2 separate regions of the Macaca mulatta genome follow, and region 1 is linked to region 2. The links are chromatin contacts, called in public Hi-C maps. All regions are on one chromosome and are shown on one strand. The core of a region is the stretch at or near the end of the contact, and the rest is flanking DNA. Distances in the headings are between cores, read along the strand shown.

Region 1 (3,866 bases), core at 272-2,771, 84 kb after region 2:
CGGCCGCGCGGCCTCTGACAGCCCCTGGCTCCGCAGGGACACCCTGGCTCCGCGTGCACCGGGACGGCCCCGCGCTCAGCGGCCCGCAGCGCCGCGCCCTGCAGGAGGCACTCGTACTCTCGGACCGCGCGCCCTTCGCGCCCCCCTCGCCCTTCGCCGAGCTCGTTCTGCCGCCGCAGCAATAAAGCTCCTTTGCCGCGAAACTTTGTGGGTGCTTGGCTCGCCCGGGCGGGAGCGAAGGGATCGGGGCCGCGGGGGCGAGGCCGTCTCGGCGAACACGTGACCTGCGGTGGGCTCCGCCTTCCGCGCAAGCGCCGAGAGCGCGTCAGCGGCCGTGCCCGTCTGCGCATGGGCAGCTCCGGGGAACGCCTGCGCCCTGGCTGCGAGCTTGTGGCGCCCACGATACCTGAGCCCGCGAGGAGCCCGCGAGGAGCCCGCGGGGCGGAGCGCAGGGAGCTGGAGGTCGCGCTGCCTCTCGGGGGACTGGTCCACTGACGCGCGGCCCCGCCGCGAGGTGCGGACGCCGGGGCCGGGAGGGAAGGAGGTAGCCCTGGGCACTCGCTGGACTCCAGGGTAGTTTCCCAGCTCCGGCTACTGCGCGGGGCTGGCGGGGGGCACCCCGAGGGCGCGCTGGAGGGAGGAGCGAGGCTGGGGCGCCCGGGGGAGGCTCCCGGCTAGCACCGGTGTTCTCGGTGCGGCCGAGCACAGTTCTAACGCGCTCGCGCGGTTCTTTACGTGGTCCTGGGACCTTTCTGGCCACGAGGGCGTTGGCCTTGGTGGGGAGGGGACAAGCCCAGAACCGCCCGGGCGGAGGGTGCCCTCAGCAGGAGGGGGGGCAGTGACGAGGAGTCCTGAGACCTCCACCTAGCAAACCTTCCGGGGGGGCCCGTGGGAAAGGCGCAAAGGTCACCAACGCAAAGGCAGAGCGTCGGCTGTGAGCCCGGAGGAGCTGCTGGGAAGCCTGGATGTGAGGAGGGTGGGGTTTTGTGGCGGTGGAAGGAAAGGTTAAATACGGCAGGCAGGCAGAGTCCGAGCTCCGGGGGTAGGTCGTGCAGGTTTGCTGCTTGCAGTGTGGAGGAAGGGCCACGGTTGGCTTAAGTGGCCCGAGGTGACAGGAAAGTGCTGGAGGAATCGGTTACTTTAGGGACTGCAAGCCAGAGTTACCCACCTCCTTTTAAGAAATGGGTTTATTGCGAATAGATAACGTGGTTAGGAGTCCAGGCAAGGCATGCACTTGGAATGCTTTCAGTCAGCAAGAGGGTCACCTTGCTGAGGTGCGGGGCAAGGTGTGGCGACAGGCTGGTGATCCCAGGTGGAGGACAGGAGTGACAGGTGTGGATGTTTGGTGGAGGTGTTCTGAGCTCAGGTGAGCAGTGACAAACGCCTGTTAAGCCTGAACGTGGGCTGGGTCCTTCGGATGGGTTGACTGGTCTCTCCAGTCGCAGGGGCAGCCCAGGCACCGTCCTGGGCCTTCCCTTCTGGCTCCTGACACCTGTGCTTGTTTCCAGGAGCATCAGATCCATGCTGCTGCTGACTCGGAGCCCCACAGCTTGGCACAGGCTCTCTCACCTCAAGCCCCCAGTCCTCCCTGGGACCGTGGGAGGCCAGGCCCTGCATCTGAGGTCCTGGTTTTTGTCAAGGCAGGGCCCTGCAGAGACAGGTAGGCAGGGCCAGCCTCAGGGCCCTGGGCTTCGAACCAGGCTGTTGATCACAGCCCTGTTTGGAGCTGGACTTGGTGGGGCCTGGCTGGCCCTGAGGGCTGAGAAAGAGAGGCTGCAGCAGCAAAAGCGAATAGAAGCCCTGCGCCAGGCAGCTGTGGGCCAGGGCGACTTCCACCTGCTGGACCACAAAGGCCAGGGTCGCCGCAAGGCTGACTTCCGGGGCCAGTGGGTGCTGATGTACTTTGGCTTCACTCACTGCCCTGACATCTGCCCAGACGAGCTGGAGAAGCTGGTGCAGGTGGTGCGGAAGCTGGAAGCAGAGCCTGGTTTGCCTCCAGTGCAGCCCGTCTTCATTACTGTGGACCCCGAGCGGGATGATGTGGAAGCCATGGCCCGCTATGTCCAGGACTTCCACCCAAGACTGCTGGGTCTGACCGGCTCCACCGAACAGATTGCCCAGGCTACTCACAGTTACCGTGTGTACTACAGTGCCGGCCCCAAGGATGAGGACCAGGACTACATCGTGGACCACTCCATTACCATCTACCTGCTTAACCCTGACGGCCTCTTCACCGATTACTACGGCCGGAGCAAGTCAGCTGAGCAGATCTCAGACAGTGTGCGGCGGCACATGGCGACTTTCCGCAGTGTCCTGTCTTAAGCCGCTGCAGCCTGGGCCCCATCATTAAACAGGGTGCCTTTAATCTGTGCGTGTGTGATCTGTACCAGCAGCCCATGGAGGTCAGGCAGCCCTCTTCTCTGCGCAGGGCAGGTGTACGTAAAAGGGTTTTTGGGGGAAGATGAGATGGCAACACTGCTTTATTAGGCCGGGCCAGCCAGGAGCAGATGCACGGCTCCTCAGTACACATCCCCCACCCCTGCCTTGGTGCTCCCCACTCAGGGCTGGGCCATGGAGGGGGCAGTGTAGGTCTGGAAGCGCTTGTGGGCTCGCTGGTGTGTGAGCAGTCTCAGGGACATGGTGTCCACGGCCGTCTCCAGCCCAGGCTGCTGGGTGATCTCCACTGTGTAGTCATTGGCCTGCAGGGGTGGGGCATCAGCAGGGTCTGGGAACCGTCTCCCCCTCCCACGCATCCCAGGCTACTCACCAGCTGCAGGGAGGCCAGCATAGAACGACACACCTCGAAGGCCGGCTGGCCAGCCACCAGCTCCGCAAAGGGACACCACTCATTGAGCTGGGGGAACCGTGAGACCACCTGGTCCCCATAGGTGTGGATGTCAAAGGGTACATGCTGCTCCTGCACAAGGGAGGGGCGTGTTGGCTGTGGAGAGAGGCAAGGCCTGGGACAGGCCTGCAGCAGACAGCTCTGGTTCCCAGCGACCCCGCGTCACCTGCTCCTGGAGCAGAGGCTGCACTGTGTCCTCCCAGTCCCTGATGCGCTGGCTCAGCTCTGTCTCCTGGACAAACTTCTGGGAGGTGGCGATGAAGAGCTCCTAGGAGAGGATCAGCAGAAGGTACTGCCTCCCAAGCAGGGCCTGGGCGCCTCTCACCTATCCCCCTCCCCTCCCCGTCCCTCTCTAACCCAGGCCTACCACGTTCCTTCGAACCAGCTCCTCGTAGCTCAGGGACACCGGCACTGTGTCTGGGAAGGGGCAGCTGTGAGCTGGGCAGCTGAGGGGCCACACTCTCCCCTGCCCCCAGTTCCAGTGGCCCCTCAGCACTCCTAGCCCGCTGCCCACCTACCAAGGTCAGCAGCTTCCCTGGGGTCTGCTCCCTCAGGCTCCACATACTCCTCAGGTTCTAGAAAGTCATCTGCTGGGAGGTGGGAGAGTGGACAGCACAGAGGCAGCCAGTCAGCTGGCAGCAGGTGCCAAGCCCCGCCCCACCCCCACTGGCAGGCACCCACCTGCTGCCCCCAGGTCTTCCAGAGAATCCTCCAGGTGGTCCTCCTCTGCAGACCACAGCCCCTCCTCGGCCCTCGGCAGCCACTGCTCGGCCACCTGTCCAGAGACAGCATCTGTGAGGGGCACTGTCATCTCCCATCAGGGCCGCCACGGGGTCCTAGATCACAGCTGACCAGTTGGGACTTGCCTCCCTCCTCTGCAGCTTCCGGAGAGTTTCCAACTGCTCCTTCACGTGTGTCCAGTACAGGACCTCCATGTCTGCAGACAAAGACCTTGTGAAGACTCCCTTGTCCTTCCCAGGCCCTGTGCCAGTCCACCCGAGGCTCTGGTGACACCAGGTGG
Region 2 (4,195 bases), core at 671-3,170:
CACTCTGAGGATTCACCAACTTTGCACCAACCCCAGGGCCATTGGCACAGTTAATTCCCATGCTGGCACTTCCTCTCCTCCATTCCCTCCTACCTACCCCATCTGCCTGGCTCTGCTAACCTCAGGGCATGGTTGACATTTCCTCTGGAAATTCTCCCTGATTCCTTCAGTGTGGATTGGGTTCCCTTCCCCCTTGTGGAACTTATGTCTCTGTTGGAATGCAGCCCTTGACACGTGGGCAGTCATTGTCCCTTACAAGTCTTTCTCCTCTACTAAGTTGCAGCTCCGGAGGGCAGCTATCCTGTTCCACTCCCAGCCCCCAGAAGCCCCCAGTACTTGCCACATGGCAGTTGCCCAGAACTGTTCTTCAATAAATGAAAGCAGAAATGTGGAGAGACAGGGAGAAGGAGAAGCAGGAGATGGGGGAGAAACGATTTCAGCGGGGGGAGACATGAGAGAGACAGATGGGAGCTGCAGACGAGAGCACAGGGCTGCGGATGGGACAAGGTTGTGATGGCAGCTGCCAGGGGTTAGATCTTTCTGGGAGTGATCTGAGGACAGAGGGCACCCAAAGCAAAAGAGCACCTCCCTGTCCCGGTCTGGCCACTGATGGTGTCGGGGAGAATGCTGGGGAAGGCCTTGCGTGGAGGCCTGCAATGTATTGGAATAAGAGAGGGTTGATACCAAGGAAACCTCAAGGGTTAAGTGGGGAGGAGCTATCAGAGGAGTCCCCGGTTCAAGGCTGAGCTCACACCCACCCTAAAACCCCAAGTGAATGCTAAGAAGAACCTAATGAGGCCCTCCCTTAAGCTGGATCTGTGCCCCCAACTCTTCCCCCACCTTCTCACAGTGGTCTGAGTCGTAGCTGAGGCCCAGGCCACAGTCATCAGTGATCTCAGACAGATCTTCGTCGTCAAACTCTTCCAGGCTTATGTCCTGGGGAGGCCTGGAAAGGAGACCAGGGTCAGAGAGCTACCAACCTGGACTCTCTGCCTGGGAACTGGCCTTGAGAAGGAGCAGAGCGCGGCCTCAGCTCCTCCGCCCCGTGGTCTCCACAACCCCCAGCTCCCGGAACACATCCTGCCATCATCTTGACCCCCAAGCTCTGCTCTCCTGTGGATCCCCTCCCCCGTCTGAGCCAGGCCTGCCCAGAGCAGCCAACCCTGCCCCCACCCCTCCCACCCCGCCTCCCTGGAGAGCCAGCAGCCTCTCCTCCCTCCACTCGCAGCTCCAGGCCCCTGGGGTCAAGGTCTTGCAGAGCACGGGAGGGGGGGCTGCAACCCGGCAGCGGCAGATGGGGAGGGGTCGCGCCTGCTCTGGGAGGAGAGTCTGGCCTGTTTGTCTCCCCCTCGCTGGCGGAGTGAGGCCTAAACCCAGAGGCCCAGCGTCCTCCCCACCCCAGTCCCTTCCCGCAGGGCCCCGGGCTTGATTTCCACTCTCTCCCGGCCGGGCCCTATCGGCCAGGTCTGGCGTCCACTGAAGGAGGCCAAGGCCACCGGGACACGCCGCGCTGGGAGGGTGTGCCCGCATCGCGCCCGCATCCTCCCCCGCAGAGGGTCGGCCCAGGGCCTCCACCCTTGCCAGGTCAGCGGTCCAGGCCGGGCGCGGCTCAGAATCCCGGCGGGGCCGGGGGTCACGGAGGCTGGGGCCGCGCGGTGAAGACGGAGGGAGTGGGAGCGGGTGGGGGTGGGGCGCCCGAGCCGAGGCTCAAGGACCGCAGGGGGCTGGGGCCGGGTCCGCGCCGGCGGCGGGGACGGGGGTCCGGGCGGGTCGGGGTCGGCGGGGCGCAGGGAGCGGAGGGCCCGCCCGGCCCGGGCGCCGAGGGGGTACCTGCAGCCCGGCGGCGACAGCGAGTGGAAGGTGGAGAGAGAAAACATCTCCGCGCGATCCGCCATCTTCTCCGGGAGAGGCCCGCGACTGCGGCGGGGGGTGCGGGAGCCTCGCCGCGCCCCGCGCCCGCGCTCGGCCCGCCCCGCTCACCTCGTGACACGCCCTGCGGCGCCCGCCCCGCGCACCTCGCCCGGACTGCGCGGCGGCGCGGGGAGGGCGGCGGGGGAGGCGGGGGAGGGACGCGGCCGGGGACGCTGGTTGGAGGAGAGGCGGCGGCTTCACTGCCGGGCGCTGGTTGGGGAAGGACCGGGCGTGCGAGGAGGATTTTTCACGGGGAGGGGCGGGAGGGAAGGGGAGGGCGGGTGGGCGTCGGGCCCCGCCCTGGAGGACCCGCGCGGGGCGGGAGGCCGGAGAGGCAGCGCCGGGGTCCGCGGGCCTCGGGTGCACCGTGGGCTGTTCCCTCTGGCGAGAGGCCGGGGCGGCCCCAGGAGCTGCGCCGCCGCCCCCAGGGGTCCCCCCAGGAACCCTAACCCGGGTGCGGCCCTGAGCTGGGTGGCGGGCGAGGCGGGAGGCGCGGGAGGAGCTGTCCGCCGTCGGGTGCTGATCGGAGCTGTCCCCACGGGGTGCTGACCGGGCTGCACAGGGACGTCTGCACAAGGGTCGCCCAGCAGGGCTGGATTCGGAATCGAGCACACGGTACTCAGAGGATGCTGGCCGGGGTCAAAAGTGGACTTTGAGCACTCAGTAGAGACTGCACAGCCGGACAGAGGTACCGACAGGCATGGGAGAAGTTAGCACCCACAGAGGCGATGTGCGTCCCATTGGAAACACTTTTTCTTGGGCACCGTGTTGCTGGGCCCTGTGTAGGGAGCTGACCCGCTCTGGCTTGGGATGGAGCCCTGTGGGGAGGGCCATGGTTGAAGCTGAGCTCAAGAGGGTGGCTGTGGGAGGAGGCAGGAGATCAGGGTTGAGGGCGCAGAACTAGGGAGACTGCAGAACACTTTTTTTCTTTCTAAAATAGAGACCGGTGGCCGGGCGCGGTGGCTCATGCCTGTAATCCCACCACTTTGGGAGGCCGAGGCGGGTGGATCACGACGTCAAGAGATCGAGACCATCCTGGCCAACATGGGGAAACCCCATCTCTACTGAAAATACAAAAGAATTAGCCGGGCATGGTGGTGCGCGCCTGTAGTCCCAGTGACTCGGGAGGCTGAGGCAGGAGAATCATTTGAACCTGGGAGGAGGAGGTTGCAGTGAGACGAGATTGCGCCACTGCACTCCAGCCTGGTGACAAGAGCAAGACTCCGACTCAAATAAATAAATAGAGAGAGAGAGGGGGAAGAGAGAGAGAGAGAGAGAGAGAGAGAGAGAGAGAGAGAGAGAGAGAGAGAGAGAGAGAGAGAGAGAGAGAGAGAGAGACCGGCTCTCTGTATTGCCCAGGTTGGTCTTGAGCTCCTGGACTCAGCTATCCTCTGGCCTCAGCCTCCCAAAGTGCTGGGATTACAGGTGTGAACCACAGCACCTGGCTAAATATTGGCTAAAGAAGGAGGCTGGAGTTTCAACAAGAGTGCAATCCCTTTTCCCCCTTGATGAAAGTTATGTGCCCTAAGATTTACGTCTTAGTTCTGTGGAAAATTCCTTTTTTTTTTTTTTTTTTTTTTTTTTGAGGCAGAACTTGCTCTGTCGCCCAGGCTGGAGTGCAGTGGCATGATCTCAGCTCAATGTAAACTCTGCCTCCCAGGTTCAAGTGATTCTCGTGCCTCAGTCTCCCGAGTAGCTGGGATTACAGGCAATCACCACCACATCCGCCTAATTTTTGTGTTTTTAGTAGAGATGGGTTTTCACCATGTTGGGCAGGCTGGTCCCAAACTCCTGACCTCAGGTGATCCACCCTCCTTGGCCTCCCAAAGTGCTGGGATTACAGATGTGAGCTACTGCGCCTGGCCTGGAAATTATTCCTTAGGAAAGGACGAGGCACTTGAGTGACAAACACTAGAAAGTACATGGCAGAAGCAGCTCATGCCAGTCGGGAAGGGAAGTATTGCCATTCCAGCTCAGAGAGAGGCCTGTGGCCAGGGCCTGATTGAGCCTGCACTCCTTGGTGCCCCGTCATGATTTATATTTTATGCCAATGACAGTATTTTTCTAAGAATGGCATTTACTTGGCTGGGCACAGTGGCTCACACCTGTAATCCCAGCACTTTGGGAGGCCAAGGTGGGTGGGTCACTAGAGCTCAAGAGTTTGAAACCAGGCTGGAAACATGTCTCTACCAAAAATACAAAAAACTGGCCAAGCCCAGGAGGCGAAGGTTGCAGTGAGCTGAGATCACACCACTGTACTCCAGCCTGGGGGGCACAGACCCCA

What was found. A called contact is a pair of places that touch in the nucleus more often than the background predicts.
Region 1: a Hi-C map of fetal cortex germinal zone shows a contact between it and region 2, with 1.7 times the contacts expected there. The contact joins the promoter of SCO2 here to the promoter of MAPK8IP2 in region 2. A contact is called at or near these places in 2 of 14 Hi-C or Micro-C datasets (fetal cortex germinal zone and liver).

What each region holds. Positions count from the first base shown.
Region 1 is chr10:932,243-936,108 of T2T-MMU8v2.0, forward strand. SCO2 (synthesis of cytochrome C oxidase 2) reads left to right here and starts at 1,522. Exons shown (of 1, transcript XM_077949154.1): 1 at 1,522-2,365. The coding sequence starts at 1,522. The coding sequence ends at 2,322. NCAPH2 (non-SMC condensin II complex subunit H2) reads right to left here. Exons shown (of 20, transcript XM_077949147.1): 14 at 3,712-3,782; 15 at 3,527-3,620; 16 at 3,364-3,432; 17 at 3,213-3,262; 18 at 3,012-3,113; 19 at 2,768-2,917; 20 at 1,173-2,699. The coding sequence ends at 2,559. It overlaps TYMP (thymidine phosphorylase), which reads left to right. Exons shown (of 9, transcript XM_001112945.5): 9 at 37-203. The coding sequence ends at 185.
Region 2 is chr10:847,933-852,127 of T2T-MMU8v2.0, forward strand. It overlaps MAPK8IP2 (mitogen-activated protein kinase 8 interacting protein 2), which reads right to left and starts at 1,921. Exons shown (of 12, transcript XM_077949142.1): 1 at 1,831-1,921; 2 at 849-946. The coding sequence starts at 887.